3 separate regions of the Zea mays genome follow, and all the other regions are linked to region 3. A link is a contact called in public Hi-C data. All regions are on one chromosome and are shown on one strand. Each heading gives the region's core, a stretch centred on a gene start, on an enhancer-like site or on the middle of the called end of the contact. The rest is flanking DNA. Distances are from core to core; before and after follow the strand shown.

Region 1 (4,952 bases), core at 1,377-3,876, 220 kb before region 3:
TCCCATCTGTCTGAGGCATACAGACCTTACCCTGGCCGGTATTCAAACTTGGTGACTACGACACAATGGTTTTTTGCATTGTAACTTTTTTTAGCCAATGGTTTTTGCATTGTACTGTACTTTAAAAGTGTTTGCTGGATGATATATTTGTCGGATGATACCAGAGTAAGTTAATTCCAAAAGCTAAAACGATTTCTTCGTCCATATTGTTTCAGGTTTCATGGACATGTGGGGGCAGCCCACTCAAGACTACGACAAATTCTTCTAGGCTGCCGCCGAAGGCCCAAGTTCATGAATTTGACAAGGAAAATTAGTTGAGTTAGCTCAGTACAGGCGACAATAAATAGATCGGGTTATATCAGATAAATTAGTTGAGTTTAGCAGCAAGATCGGCCGGGCCAATGCAGCCCGCCTCTCCGACTTGTCCTCGGACAGAAGGTTTGGATTGGATGGAGCCACCCGTTGGCCCGTGACCGTCCTGGCCGCGGCGCAAGGTCGCAGCCGCCATGCCCAATAAGGCCTTAGTTCGGTTTGAGATGGATTAAAGAGATCCACCTCTAACCGAACAAGCCGACATGGAGGAAAGTCCTAAGCCGACATGGCGACACAGCCGCAGGATTTACGGTGCCTCGTCTCATCTGCCACCGTCTTCGTCCGGCCCTAGCCCCTAGCACAGCACGTAGCCGGACTTGTGTCCACCAAAGCATCAGTTGTAATTAGTTGCAGTCCATGATAATTCTTAATCCCGTTGTTAGCCCGACTGTGGAGATAATTTGCAATAGTTGACCACCTGATTTGTTCATGACAGCAGTTTAAAACTGGATTAACGTAGACATAGGCGCTACTAGATGACGGACATGCGTAAAAGGTGCGTTTTGCAGTACTTGTTGCCTATGAATCCCGTGAAAACAGACATCGCTTTTTTCTCGCGACAAAAGAATCAAGAGATGTCACCTTTCAGTACTGTTTCATTATGTTGAGTTCAATTTTATTTCGGTGTAATCATGAGTTTCAGTGTCACTCGAATCAGACAACCAGAGTGGCAGCGGACTGCACTGGGGAGAGGGAGCCGCGCCAAACGGCGATGCGCAAACAAGCGCTCTTCGCGTATGGGGATTCGCAGCTCTACATGTTTAAAGATCATGTTTAAAGGATCTTTGTTCGGTTCTACCCCAATCCATATGGATTGAGTGGGTTTCAATCCTAGAGTCAAAATTTGTTCTCATCCATATCAATCCTCTTCAATTTATATGGATTGAAAAAACCGAACAAGTACTAAGGTGGGTGTGGTTATAAATCATTGTGAGTTATGACAAGAGGAGAAAAACTGGGATTCATCATTCTTCGCATGTATGATCACAACAGCATGTCTGTCTCCAATTCACTCTTGTTTTCAATCATGTATACCAATCATGTCACAATTTCCATGCACATAAACAGAAATTGGTTGAATTGGAATGCTATCTAAACAGAGATAATCACATTTCAGCATGTTGACATAACAGCCATACACATGGCTGGCTACAATGCTGAATTGCAAAAAGGCAGAGTACCTCCTACATGCGCGTGCAGGAGGTGTCGAAGTCGTCGGGCGCAACCCTGGCGATCCACTCAGCAAGGCTCCTCTTGACCTCGCCGTGGTTGACGAAGGCGAGCTCGTACATGCTGCACAGGTTGACCACCACCGTCTCGTTGAGCGCCGCCGTGGGGACCCTCTCGAGGGCACCCTCCAGCACCTTGATGGCGTCGCCGAGGTCCCGCGAGTACATGAGGCACAGCGCCTTGTTGTTGAGGGCCACGGCGTCCGCGGGGTCCGCCTCGATGCAGCGCTCGTACTCCCGCACCGCCGCCGCGTAGTCCTTGCCCACGATGCACTCCAGCGCGCGGTTGCGGGCCAGGAGGTTGGCATGCCGCGTCGGGTCCTCGGACGCGGCGGCCACGGACTCCACGTGGCGGAAGGCAGCCGAGGCCGCGCCGAGGTTGCCGATCTGGAGGTGCGCGTAGGCGAGGCGCGAGAGGAGCACCGGGTCGCCCGGGTAGCGGCCGGCGATGTCGGCGAGGAGCGCGAGTGCGACGTCGAACTCGCGGTGGGCGAGGTGGTCGGCGGCGAGGACGGACGCGACGAGCGCGTCGCGGCGGCGCCACTCGGGGTGCCCGGCGTTGGGGCGTGCGCGGACGGAGGAGAGGAGCGTGTAGAGGCGGTCGAGCGCGAGGGGGCGGTCGGGGAGGAAGAGTGGGAGGAGAGCATGGAGGAGGCGGATGAGGAAGGGTGGCGGCGGGCAGGCCGGATCCGGGTGGAGGGAAGCTAGAAGCGCAGCGGCGTCGGGGAAGCGTCGGAGCTTGGCCAGGCAGAGGGCGGAGAGAGCGGAGAGGAGGAGGCGGTGGTGCGGATGGGGCGTGTGGGCCGGATGGGAGAGGTGGGAGAAGAGCGCCTGCCACTGCCCGCGGGTGGCCAGGTCGTAGGGGATCGAGAGATCGGGGACGCCTGGAGCGGCGACGTCGGTCGCCGGCGGCGGGAAGGTTGGGGAGGAGGCAGCAGCCATGGCGTAGCGGGGATGGAGATTGCCGAGATCTGGAAGACGGAAGCGTGGTCGACCTTCGACAGGTGTAGTGGGCTGGAAATGAACTGTGTTGCAGGCACTGGGCTTCTGTGTTTGTCCGCTTATATGTTAAACTTCGGGCCTCCAATAGAATTTTGATTGCCTTTTGAAAATTTGCTGGCGAAAGCCCGATGATAATCGCTGTGCACTCTTCGGGCTTGTTTGTGATCAAAGGTAATGTAGTGGATTAAGGGGGCAAGAATCCCCTACTACTTAATTTTGAATAGTGAGGGATTATAGTCCCCTCAATCCCTTCCATTACCCTTTGCCCCAAACAAGCCCTTCGTGTCGTAAAATGTACTGTATGATTTAAATTATCAGTCAAATAGAGTTAAAAGTTTGAACAAATATAAAAATATCTAAATCTAATATTTTAAAGGTATTTTTTATTTTCTGCCTCTCACTCTCACTACTCATGGCGTAGCGAGGCAGCAGCCATGGCGTAGCGGGGATTAGACCTGAAAAAAGAATGGCCAACCGAAAATAAGAGCCCAGTACATAAGTACATAGCCTGACACGAAAAAAATGGATCGAATTGGCACGACTCGAATGATTGAACTATGTCGTGTCTCAAACTCAGGCATGAAGCACTACTCATGTCTTGAATCATTTCTTAAATTCTTACACTGAATGATGTTTCTGAGTCTTGTTCCGCACGTGGATTGAATAGAATTAGAAACATTATTATAAAAGATTTTAACTTGTTTGAGGTTTAAACTCGTCCAATCCCACCTAATCCACATGAATTAAGAGCAAATTGAATAAGCCCTAAATGTATAGAGGGGAACAGGGGTGGCTGGATCAGAATTGTTTTCTTTCCTTGAACACAAGTACAACCGCGAAGCTCTAGGAGACAAAAGGAGGAAGAGACACACAAGGCACGCTTTCTATGACTTGTCGTCACAGGGCAGGGAGACAGGCAGTCAAGTAAACGCAATAGAAACACAGGCATCCAGCAACACAGAGAAAGGAGCTTTATTCATTCGTTAGAAAGAGCACTTATGCTTCACAGGGAAGCTGGAATCAGCTTACTCATCCGTATAATCCACTGGCACAACAAAGTTGACTCTAACCAAAAGGATCCACAACTTATAGGATGACCCAAGCAAGAATCAGAGTATCTTCTTACAGAGATTGCGAAAGAAGAAAACAAAATGCCCATTTCTGCAGTTGCTTCTTTTTCTTTCAACTCAGAAAACGAGCTGATATATTGTACAACCAAGGAAAATCCAGAAGACACAAACCATCCATGTTTGGAAGTCAAAGGAAACGGATCAGCAGACAAGGAGATGCTACCCCCAAGAACTCGTGTTTTCAGCAGCCTTTGCTTCCCTAAAAATTTTTGTGGCCATCTCAGTTTGTCCATGACGCAGACCGCTTCAAAACAGGCTTCAACATTGCCCTATCCTCTTCCAGGGAGATCATGCCGAGATGTGAAGGATCTTCCAACATCATCTTGGCGACCAAATACCCCGCGATGGACCAGGTCTGGAATTTCCTCGCCTGCTTGCCAACATACCGACCAAGCTTCCCATCATAGTACTCAGGCCATCCATCCTTCAACAGCCTCCTTTCTGCTAGGTCAATTGCCCTTCTTGCGATTTGTGGCCGTCCAGTTTTGATGCAGGCTGCAGTCAGCAGCCACAGAAGTACTGCAGAAAGATGTGCAGGAGTATGAAAACGATGTTTGGAAATACTAGCTCGTACTGTTTGGGTTCCTTGGACTAAGAACAATGAATAGATACAACATGTCATGTTATGAATTTCTACTAGAAAGATAAGAAAATAGGAACATCGTTGAACAGATAAGGACCAAAGTATTCTGCCTTCTGTGGTACAGATTAAGATAATTCCATATGCATATCAAATTTGAGCAAGGGAAGACATCCGGTGTTCAATAAAACAGAAGATGACATGCTCTTCTCGTCAGTAAAAAGGAATCATTTAATATAAGAAACACAAATGTATGGAAATATAGAATGTATGGATTATGGAACATCCAGTATATACTTAAATTATCATCCCCATTGTTTATTGTAGTTCAGTGTCCGCAGAAAGAGAAAAAGAACAATCCATGTGAAGCTCACTAACCTGGCCACGATCCTCCATTATGATAACTCCATCTAGTGTTTTTTGGATCACAGCCCGTCACAATTCGCCATTCATGGTTCTCAATAGCAGGATAACATATCTTCAGAGGCATTTCACCAATGAGCTCTTCCCAACGCTCCTCAATAAGATCCATTATAGCAACAGATTGCTCAGGTGTTGCAAGGGAAGAAAGTATAGCAATCATGTTTCCAAGTGCGAACCATCGGAAGTCCATCCTGGCAGGACTGACATTACCAATGA
Region 2 (4,604 bases), core at 1,979-4,478, 190 kb after region 3:
ACACTGTGGACTGGGCAATAAAAACTTTGAACATATACAATTAAATCAATGGATCTAATAAACAGTATATGTCTATTTCGTAATTTTCTGTCACTTCATAAGACCAATCATGAAAAAATCATTTATAACAATTTCTCACCAAAGTAAGCATGGGCTATAGGAAGACTAAGACATTCAAAAGATACAAATGGAATTGAAAATGGATAGGTGAAGATAAAGTGGATTCCACTACTGGAGCTAGAATTCCAAGAGTCCAAAAGCAAATCATAAAAGTAGGCACCTTTGAAATTTGGCAAATCTTCTAGAATCCAAGAATGAATAAATACTGAGCAGTGTCCATTGCTTAAACTAATCTTGGTGACATCCTAAGGTTTCTCTTTCACACACAGGCCACAAATTTTAAATTCTTTAAAGGAAATTTTGCAAGCAGTTCGGTATGACATTCCAAAAAGTGAGAAACAAAGTATAATAATCAAAGTTTAAACAGTATCTACATCAGGCGACCAGTAAAGAAGTTTGAAAAGAGAGCAAAGGTTAAAGATAAACAGCACTGAAGGACCACAGGCAACCAACGGGAAGATAAGGCCTGAGAGGGCAGAGATCATTGCACATATGAACTACTCTGTGTGTCCCAAAACAGTTAACATTCCCGCTTTTCGAGAAGTCAACCATTTTTATCTTTGACCAAATATATACAAGAAAATATTAATATTGATAGCACATGATTGGTACCATTACAAATATTTTTAAATTTGTTTTCAATAATAAACTTATTTGGAGATAGAAATGTTGCTAATACTTTCTAGAAATCTAGTCAAATTTGAAAAAACTTTGACCGAAATGAATACCATAGCAACAACTATTTTGAGACAGGGTGTAAAACAGGAAAAATGCTGGGAAAATGGTCATGAGAAGGACATAGAAGTATGACACAAGGGAACAAAATAGAACTTGTAAACATGCCTACGGTACATGAGCAAGGACTTCAGTTCTTTTTACTTTTCAGTGATTTTCCTTTTCATGTATCTAAAGATATGAAAATGACATTTTGGAATTTCTGCGGGGGTTTAAGAGAAAAGTTTGCCGGGTCAAGGGTTCACCAGAATACAAAGTGCACAAGATCTCTTTTATTAATCCTCACTTTAAGAAGATCATTAATTTAAGCATGGCAGTAAGATTTGCATCAACAGAATCTTGTGCTTTTCTCCACAAATCAAACTGCCATCATAGATCACTACCCACAAGGCCACAAATGCCACGAAGACAAGACATGTAACAGAGTATGAATCTATGCATGAAAGAGAAGCAGGCATAACCCACTGGGGCAAAGTTCAACATCAGACAAGTTACGTGAAAAAAAAATGCCCCAGGGACACACAATGAAGATTTCTTTAGACAAGCTGTCCCCCATGCTGCTTTGACAAAATTGTCAACACAAATAATTGTAGTACTTGGAAGTTGGGATTTGGAATCTCTCTACAGAGATAGGGATAACAAGCCAATGCTGGCGTGTGGGGCCAGGTCCACACCCTGCCTAGTAGGCCTAAGGACGAAAGTCCAAAAATCCAAAATCGCTGATTAGAGAAGGAAGCCCGGTCCATAAGGCAGAAACTCATGCCGTACCGGGGCCACATGGCAATGCAAGTGGTGCTGTCATGCACTGGGTCCAGGACATGCGAAGGAGTTGTGGGACTAGGACTGCTACAGTACGGTCAGCATCACAGAGGCACAGAGCAGACTGGCAACATCACAAGTAGAGGCGATGGCTTGCCAAAGGTTCAAGAAGGGAGTGCGATAGGTAGCGTAGCTGCAGTGCTATAAACGTAAGTAAAAAAAAGGATGAAAAAATCACAGCACTGACCTTGCCGTCATATTCCCGGCGGGAGAGCACCTCCGGAGCTATGTACGCCGGAGTTCCAACGGTGGATTTAGGCTTTGAATGCAGCAGCGATGACTGGGGCAAAGAAAGGTGTTAGCAGCTGACCACACTGCTACAGTATTTGTTAAGTATTGCCTCATTCTCCTTTTTTTGTGAGCGATTTTTCCATGAAGCTGGAGAAAGGGGTCAATTTTGATTATCTTTCTTTAACAAGGAAATAAAAGGCACGAGTTCAATAAGCAGTGCGAGTGTGAGAAAAGGCGGCACAGTTTCGTGTCAAAATTTTGGTCTTCCCAGCATGGCAGGCTAAGCAAGAAAGGCCTCTTTCAGTACCCCTTGAAAAAGAAATCTCACAGGAAACTGGCCAGCTAATTAACAAAAGGAAAACAACAACAAAAAATTGGTACCTTAGAGTAGCCAAAGTCGCAGATCTTTAGCCGCGGAGCCGGGCTGCCATCCAATAGCGTGTTCTCCAGCTTCAAGTCCCGGTGACAAATTTGCTGCGAATGAATCCAAACAAAATTCGCAGTCGCACACCTCTTCAGCAAGGATATTTTTTTTTCCTGGGTAGCATTTTGTTGCAGAAAGAAAACACTTCGCTTTTACTAGTCGGTGTGTTCTCACCATGAAGTGGCAGTAGCTGACACCGCAGATGAGCTGCTGGAAGAAATACCTCGCCTGTCGTAGGATTAATAAAAAAAAGGAAGAGAGAATAGCACGTCAGTCAAGCCGAACCCAAATGGTTTTGGGGGAAAAACAGCAGGAGAGGCTCCCGAGCCGGAGCCGCCTGATTGGAATGAACGAACGAGCGATCACCTCGTCCTCGCTGAACCTGCCGGCGCTGCAGATCCGGTCGAAGAGCTCGCCGCCGGCGGCGTACTCCATGACGATGGCGAGGTGCGTGGGCGTGAGCACGACCTAGAGAAAGAAGGGGGGGCCCTAACTGATGAAACGGACAAGAGAATAAGGAGGGACGGGGGAAAAAAATCTCCAGCGCCTGCAGCAGCATCGGAGGCGTGCAGGAAGCACTCCCGTCCGGGAAATCCTTTTGGCTCACCTCCTTGAAGCGGATGATGTTGTGGTGCCGCAGCGAGCGGTGGTTTATGATCTCCCTCGCCACATTCTCGTCAATCTGCGGGGCAGGGAAGGTAAACCGTGAGGACCGAAAATTCCGGGGAGGCCTGGGATCGAACGCGAGGACTGGAACCGGGGGAGGGCGGGCGGCCGCACCTTGAGCCCCCTCGGGATGTACTTCATGGCGACGAGCTCCTTGGTGTCCTTGTTCCGCATGAGCCGCGCCACGCCGAAGTTGCCGGAGCCGATGTCCTTGAGCAGCTCGTACTTCTCCATGGATCCCTGGGCCGCCGCCGAGCTGGCGGGCGCGTGGGGAATTCGCTGGGGTTTTGCCGTTGCGAGGAGCGGGAGAGAGCGCGTGGCGTGGGGGTCGTGGGGACAGCCGGACTCGACAGGGGAGGGGAGAGGAGGGGAGGGGAGGGGAGGGAACGGTGGGTGGAGACTGGAGACTGGCCCTGTCTCTGGCTGGATTCCAATCTTAACGAGGAGGCTTTCTTGTCCTCCTCGTTCGGTTAGTTACAGCGGCGGGGGGCCCTTGCTTGCGTGCTTTGTCTCCGCGCTTGGGTTTGCGCCTAGAATAGGCGTGCGATCGCGCGGGTCCCTGGTGTTTACACGATGCGGCACGCCGTGTGTGTGTGCAATTGTGCATGCGGCAACAGGGAATGGACTGGAAGCACGATGATGACGGTGGTGCTGGTGGTCCCAGATCTCGGTGTTTCGGTCCTCTTTCTCTGCGACGGACTGCCGTTTAGGCATTCGGTATATTAATATAATTTGGTTTGCTCTCTTCGAATTTGTGAAATTTCGAGTTTAAAAATTAAGAAACGGAATTTTTAAAATAATTTTAGAAATCAAACTCAAATAGATTCACAGTTTTAGTTCGGTCCACCGAATAGATCCACAGTTTTAGTTCGGTCCACCGAATAGATCCAAATATTAGATACACTAGTATGTTTTCTTAAAATATATACAATAAATAGTTAATTAGAAGTACTATTATTACAATAAGTGAATATAAAAAATAGCATATAGATATATATATATATATATAATATTATTAAGATAACATTATAATTTTTAGCTAACAAGTTTATAAATCACATAATCATCACATATTAAGAGCTTTTTTATTAAAAAAATCGGGTTATTCAGTCTAGGGTATAGGGTTTTAAAAGTTAGGAACTAAACTTGAACATGTACCCTAAAATGTAACACATGTGGAAACCGAATTCAAACCCTAAAATCCGAATAGTCTAATAATTCGATCTATTCGGGTTTGGTTAGGGTTCAGGTTCGGTTTTTAGTTTTAAAATGGTCACCCCTACCATTTAGCAGTTTTTTTGCGATTTGGTCCTCGTTCTTAAACGAAATCCTTTCCTCGGGCGTCGGGTGTGCAAGAGCATCAGTCCAGCGCACAGAACAGGAAATTCCTCCACTCCAGAGAATCCATTTGAGGGAGGACGATCATCGTGCAAAGGACAGAGAGAGAGAACATCAGCTTGATAGCGCATCCGGAACCGGAAGGCAATTAGTAAATGGGAAAGTGGAGAGGCACTTCGATATCAGTTGATTCTCTGTTCTTTTTCTAGTCACTGCTGCCGCCGTCGATAAATTTTAATATATTGTCAGGCGCACATTAAGAGTTGTTTGA
Region 3 (4,348 bases), core at 1,257-3,756:
TCCTTAATGCATCCTGCCCTTGGCTCTTCGTGACAAGATCATAAGCATATCTCATAACATAGTTGCAGTATGCAGCTTCATCATTCATACATTCCTGATATGATGATTCATATTGTTTTGGATTAAAAACCCATTTCTTCGCATCCTTGGTCCACCGCTTCAGTATGTAGCTTTCTGGAATTTTGCATATATTTTTTATACTAAGAGCTTTCAAAGCATGTGGGCAAAGTAAACCCATTGTCTCAAACTTACTGCAGCTGCAACTTAATTGCATCATAGACATATTGAAATGAACTGTGCAAACTCTTGATCCTCGCCCTTGCATAGTCATCTCAAATTGATATGTATTGTTATCTTGACACGGAAGCTCTTTGAATTTTGTGGCTCCACACCCATCAAGAAAATCTGTCTCAAACAGTTTGTAGATTCTATGTGTATAAACCTTTGCTGCATGATTCAAAATATCACTGTATTTTATGATGCAAGCAGGTGGCCTTTGGAAACACCGTGCATCCTCATCTAATTCTTTTTCCCTCCAATCTTCAGTCTGTTTATCCACAGCAACAGCAATTGCACAAAGAGAAGTCAACTTATCAGAAACATTATTAAACATGTTGCTCATACTGTCACATTGTGGTTCATACTCGATCCCACCATCAAAGGTGCAGTTGTTAAGAGCACTACACCACTTCTGTTTGAGCTTATACAATTTTTTAAGCCACTTGTTATCTTGCAACTTAAATTCACAGAGCATTTGAGCCCATGTTTCCTCAAACTCTGCTTCGGAGTCACATCCCTGTATGCACTTGGTGAACATCTTATTGAATGTTTTTGAGACATTAAGAGCACCCAGACGAGAGTGGGCATTCTTTTGGATGTGCCAATGAGCAATGCGATGGCGTGCATTTGGGAAGACCTCCTCAACCGCTTTTGTCACAACTTGATCTAGATTTGTGAAAATAGATTGTGGATGTCGGTTCCCCATGGACTCCAAGAAAGACTTGAACAGCCACACAAAAGCTGACGTAGACTCGTCAGCTAAAAGTGCGCAACCATACATAGTGGTCTGCCAATGATGATTGACGCCAACAAACGGTGCACATATCAGGTTATGTTTGCTCAAGCGGTAAGTTGAATCAAACACGACCACATCACAGAAACAGTCATAGTCAGTCCTGCTCCTCCCATCACGCCAAAAGAAATTAGTCATCCGACCACCTCGGTCCAATTGAACATCCCAGTAAAACATACCATCTTCATTTGCCCTGCTTTTCAGATGGCTCACAAGGCTCTGCACATCCCCAGTTCCTATAGTCAGTGTCTTTGTCGCAGCACCGTAGCCGAGGAGCAAATCTTGCTTCTGATTCTCCACATTGTTGGTTGCACTAGTACTCCCTGTAGGCAATTGTGGAGCCCCACCTTGCACCTGATAACCCCCATACAACATCACCTCCACAGAACTTGACCGCCCTGCTATAAGCGACCTTGCAGACCGCAAAAGATGTCGTTCCTCAGGCCTTGCCAGGTTGTGGTTATGATCAGATACCAGTCGGATAACCTTCCACTCCCCCTGATCATTCACCCTGAACCGCACCATGGCCCTGCAATTGGTCCTGGTGTGGGGGTCGTTGAAATTTGCATCAGTGAGCTTCTCCCCTTCCTTGAGCCCCTCCTTGGAGCAGAAGTAGTCCTTGGTGCGTATCCGCTTGGTGCCGGTGAAGTAGGACTGCTTCCCTTTCCGGATGCTGAACCCCATGCGGTGGCCGTAATCGCAGTAGAGCTTGTAGGCGGCCTCTTCGCTGCACACCACCTTCCGGAGCAGCTCGTCAGTGCCCTCCTTGCTGCCCTGCACCGTTGCGGCCTCCTCCTCCTCCTCGTTCTCTGCATCATCGCCGTAATCCCCCCGCCTCTCGTCGCCGGAGGTGGAAACGGCAACAGCCACTTGCGCTTCCGTGGTGGCCACGTCACCCCCGGTGCCGCTGACACCGTTGTCGTGCGGCACGACCGTCCCCTCGCCGACTTGGTCCACTCCGGCGGCGGCGGGCTCGACGTGCGACATGGGGAAGGGGCACCCGAGTCAGGTATTGAACTCTACCAAATCGAAGCATGGATGGATTGCATCAGTAGGGCACCAAGCGGCGTGGAAGGGATTTAATCCGAGAAAGCTAGGGTTGCTTATGCCTTACCGCCACACGGAGAAGGAAACCGGTCTAAGTCCGGAGAGTGGATCTCCGCTCCGCTCCGGTGTTGCTAGTGGAACGGAGGAGGAGGACGATGAAGGGAAAACTACGGCGGAAGGAAACCGGGGTCTCACTTGTTGTGTGCCGGCGTCGCTGGCGGCGAACGAAATGGGTTGGGGAGGAGAATTTCGCAACCGTGCCACTCCGTTCGGCGGACTTCAGACTATTGGCATCATTATCGTCGTAATTGAATCCGTGGTATTATAATCTCACCCGTTTTGAAGAATTAGCATCGCACTGCATTAATGGTCATTAGCATTTCTCGTGTTCCCGTCCGTTCGCTCCGTTACTTCCCTGGCCGCCGTCTTCGAGCGTATTCCATTCTCCCTTCCCTTCTTCCCTGATCGTCGTCTTCCTCCCTCGGCTCTGTTCGTCGCGCACTGCGGTGCCTGCCTGCCCTGTCCTTCACCAAATCTCGCCCTTCCCTACTGATTTAGTTCCGTCCAGGGCGGATCCTGCGCCGAGGGCCATTCTCGCGCCTCTGACGCTGGTGAGATCTCCTATCTTCTTATGTAACCCTAGGGTTTGCAGCTATGGATTCCAGCATGGAATCTGCCGCTGAGCTATGTGCCCAGAAGTTCTCAGCGATCGTTGATGCAGCCCGTGACACATTGAGTGCTTCTGCTGTCGCCTGTGTGATTGCTAGTGATCTCTACGCCACAGCATCAGTAGGTAACCATGTGGTTTCTATGCTTGATGTTCTTGAATCCGCTGTGGAGGCGGAAAAAAGTGCTATGTGTTCTTATCAACAGGCGAGTGCAATCGTCATTTGTGCTCAGGAGACATTGGCCAAATACTATGAGGTTTGTATTCTGAAACTTTTACTGAGCCAATGCTTGAGATATCTGCGCCATGTGGTTTGTAGCAGCCCTATGATGGAATTAAAGTAACCTGAGTGCAGTTTTGAGGCTTGTGATACATGTGAGGTGATATAGTTACTTTGCCCTGTGATGTTTTCTTTGAAAATATTGAACTGACTACACTAGGTCTTTTTATGAAAATTAGCTGAGGGCATATGGATGTTTGTGGTGACAGTGCATAGTTGACAATGTGAGTTAATATGCCTGTTATATTCATTTGAGGGCATCAGGCTGTTTGTTGTTGTTTCATTGAAAATATTGAACTGAGACTTGTGATAATATGAGATGATCTAGTTGCTTTGCCCTATGATGTTTTCTTTCAAAATAGTGAACAGTATACTACACTTGGTTTTTTTGCTGAAAAATAACTGAGGCATATGGATGTTTGTGGTGACAGTGCATAGTTCAGAGCACCTAGAGGGGGGTTGAATAGGTGATCCTATAAAACTTAAAACTTAAGCCACAAAACTTGGTTAAGGTTAGCACAATAATTGCCAAGTGGCTAGAGTAGAGTCTCAACAAAACACAATAACCACAAAGATATCAATCACAGAGATGGCACGGTGGTTATCCCGTGGTTCGGCCAAGACCAACGCTTGCCTACTCCATGTTGTGGCGTCCCAACGGACGAGGGTTGCAATCAACCCCTCTCAAGCGGTCCAAAGACCCACTTGAATACCACGGTGTTTTGCTTTGCTTTTCTTAATCCCGTTTGCGAGGAATCTCCACACTTTGGAGCCTCTCGCCCTTACACTTGAAGTTCACAAAGAAGCACAGAGCAAGGGAGGGATTAGCAACTCACACAGGACACAAAGATCACAGCGAATACGCACACACAAGACCCAGACTTGAGCTCAAAAAGACTAGCACACTAGAACGGAGCTCAAATCACTAGAATGTCGAACAAGTGCGCAAGAATGATGTGTGAGTGATCAATAGTGCTCAAAGGATGCTTGGTGTACTCCTCCATGCGCCTAGGGGTCCCTTTTATAGCCCCAAGGCAGCTAGGAGCCGTTGAGAGCAATCTGGGAAGGCAATTCTTGCCTTCTGTCGCGTGGCGCACCGGACAGTCCGGTGCACACCGGACACTGTCCGGTGCCCGATTTCTTTCCTTAACTGGCGCAGCCGACCGTTGGCAGCCAGAGAGCCGTTGGCGCACCGGACAGTCCGGTGCCCCCTTCTAGCCGTTGGCTCAGCCACGTGTCCCGCGCAGATCGCGCGGCCGACCGTTGGCCCGGCCGACTGTTG

The links. A called contact is a pair of places that touch in the nucleus more often than the background predicts.
Region 1: a contact with region 3 is called in a Hi-C map of leaf, with 8 times the contacts expected there. The contact joins the promoter of LOC100194254 here to the promoter of LOC103627272 in region 3. A contact is called at or near these places in 4 of 25 Hi-C or Micro-C datasets (ear, leaf and tassel).
Region 2: a Hi-C map of leaf shows a contact between it and region 3, with 5 times the contacts expected there. The contact joins the promoter of LOC542190 here to the promoter of LOC103627272 in region 3.

Annotation. Positions count from the first base shown.
Region 1 is chr5:174,653,798-174,658,749 of Zm-B73-REFERENCE-NAM-5.0, forward strand. LOC100194254 (Tetratricopeptide repeat (TPR)-like superfamily protein) reads right to left here and starts at 2,627. Exons shown (of 1, transcript NM_001139295.2): 1 at 1,373-2,627. The coding sequence starts at 2,543. The coding sequence ends at 1,557. It overlaps LOC100382511 (Alkaline/neutral invertase CINV2), which reads right to left. Exons shown (of 4, transcript NM_001175248.1): 3 at 4,692-4,952; 4 at 3,553-4,252. The coding sequence ends at 3,954. It overlaps LOC103627269, which reads left to right. Exons shown (of 5, transcript XM_008647558.2): 5 at 216-960. The coding sequence ends at 268.
Region 2 is chr5:175,070,318-175,074,921 of Zm-B73-REFERENCE-NAM-5.0, forward strand. It overlaps LOC542190, which reads right to left and starts at 3,229. Exons shown (of 9, transcript NM_001111804.1): 1 at 3,110-3,229; 2 at 2,937-3,011; 3 at 2,696-2,797; 4 at 2,504-2,557; 5 at 2,287-2,379; 6 at 1,862-1,954. The coding sequence starts at 3,229.
Region 3 is chr5:174,877,130-174,881,477 of Zm-B73-REFERENCE-NAM-5.0, forward strand. LOC103627272 (protein FAR1-RELATED SEQUENCE 5) reads right to left here and starts at 2,507. Exons shown (of 3, transcript XR_553521.4): 1 at 2,187-2,507; 2 at 1-2,091.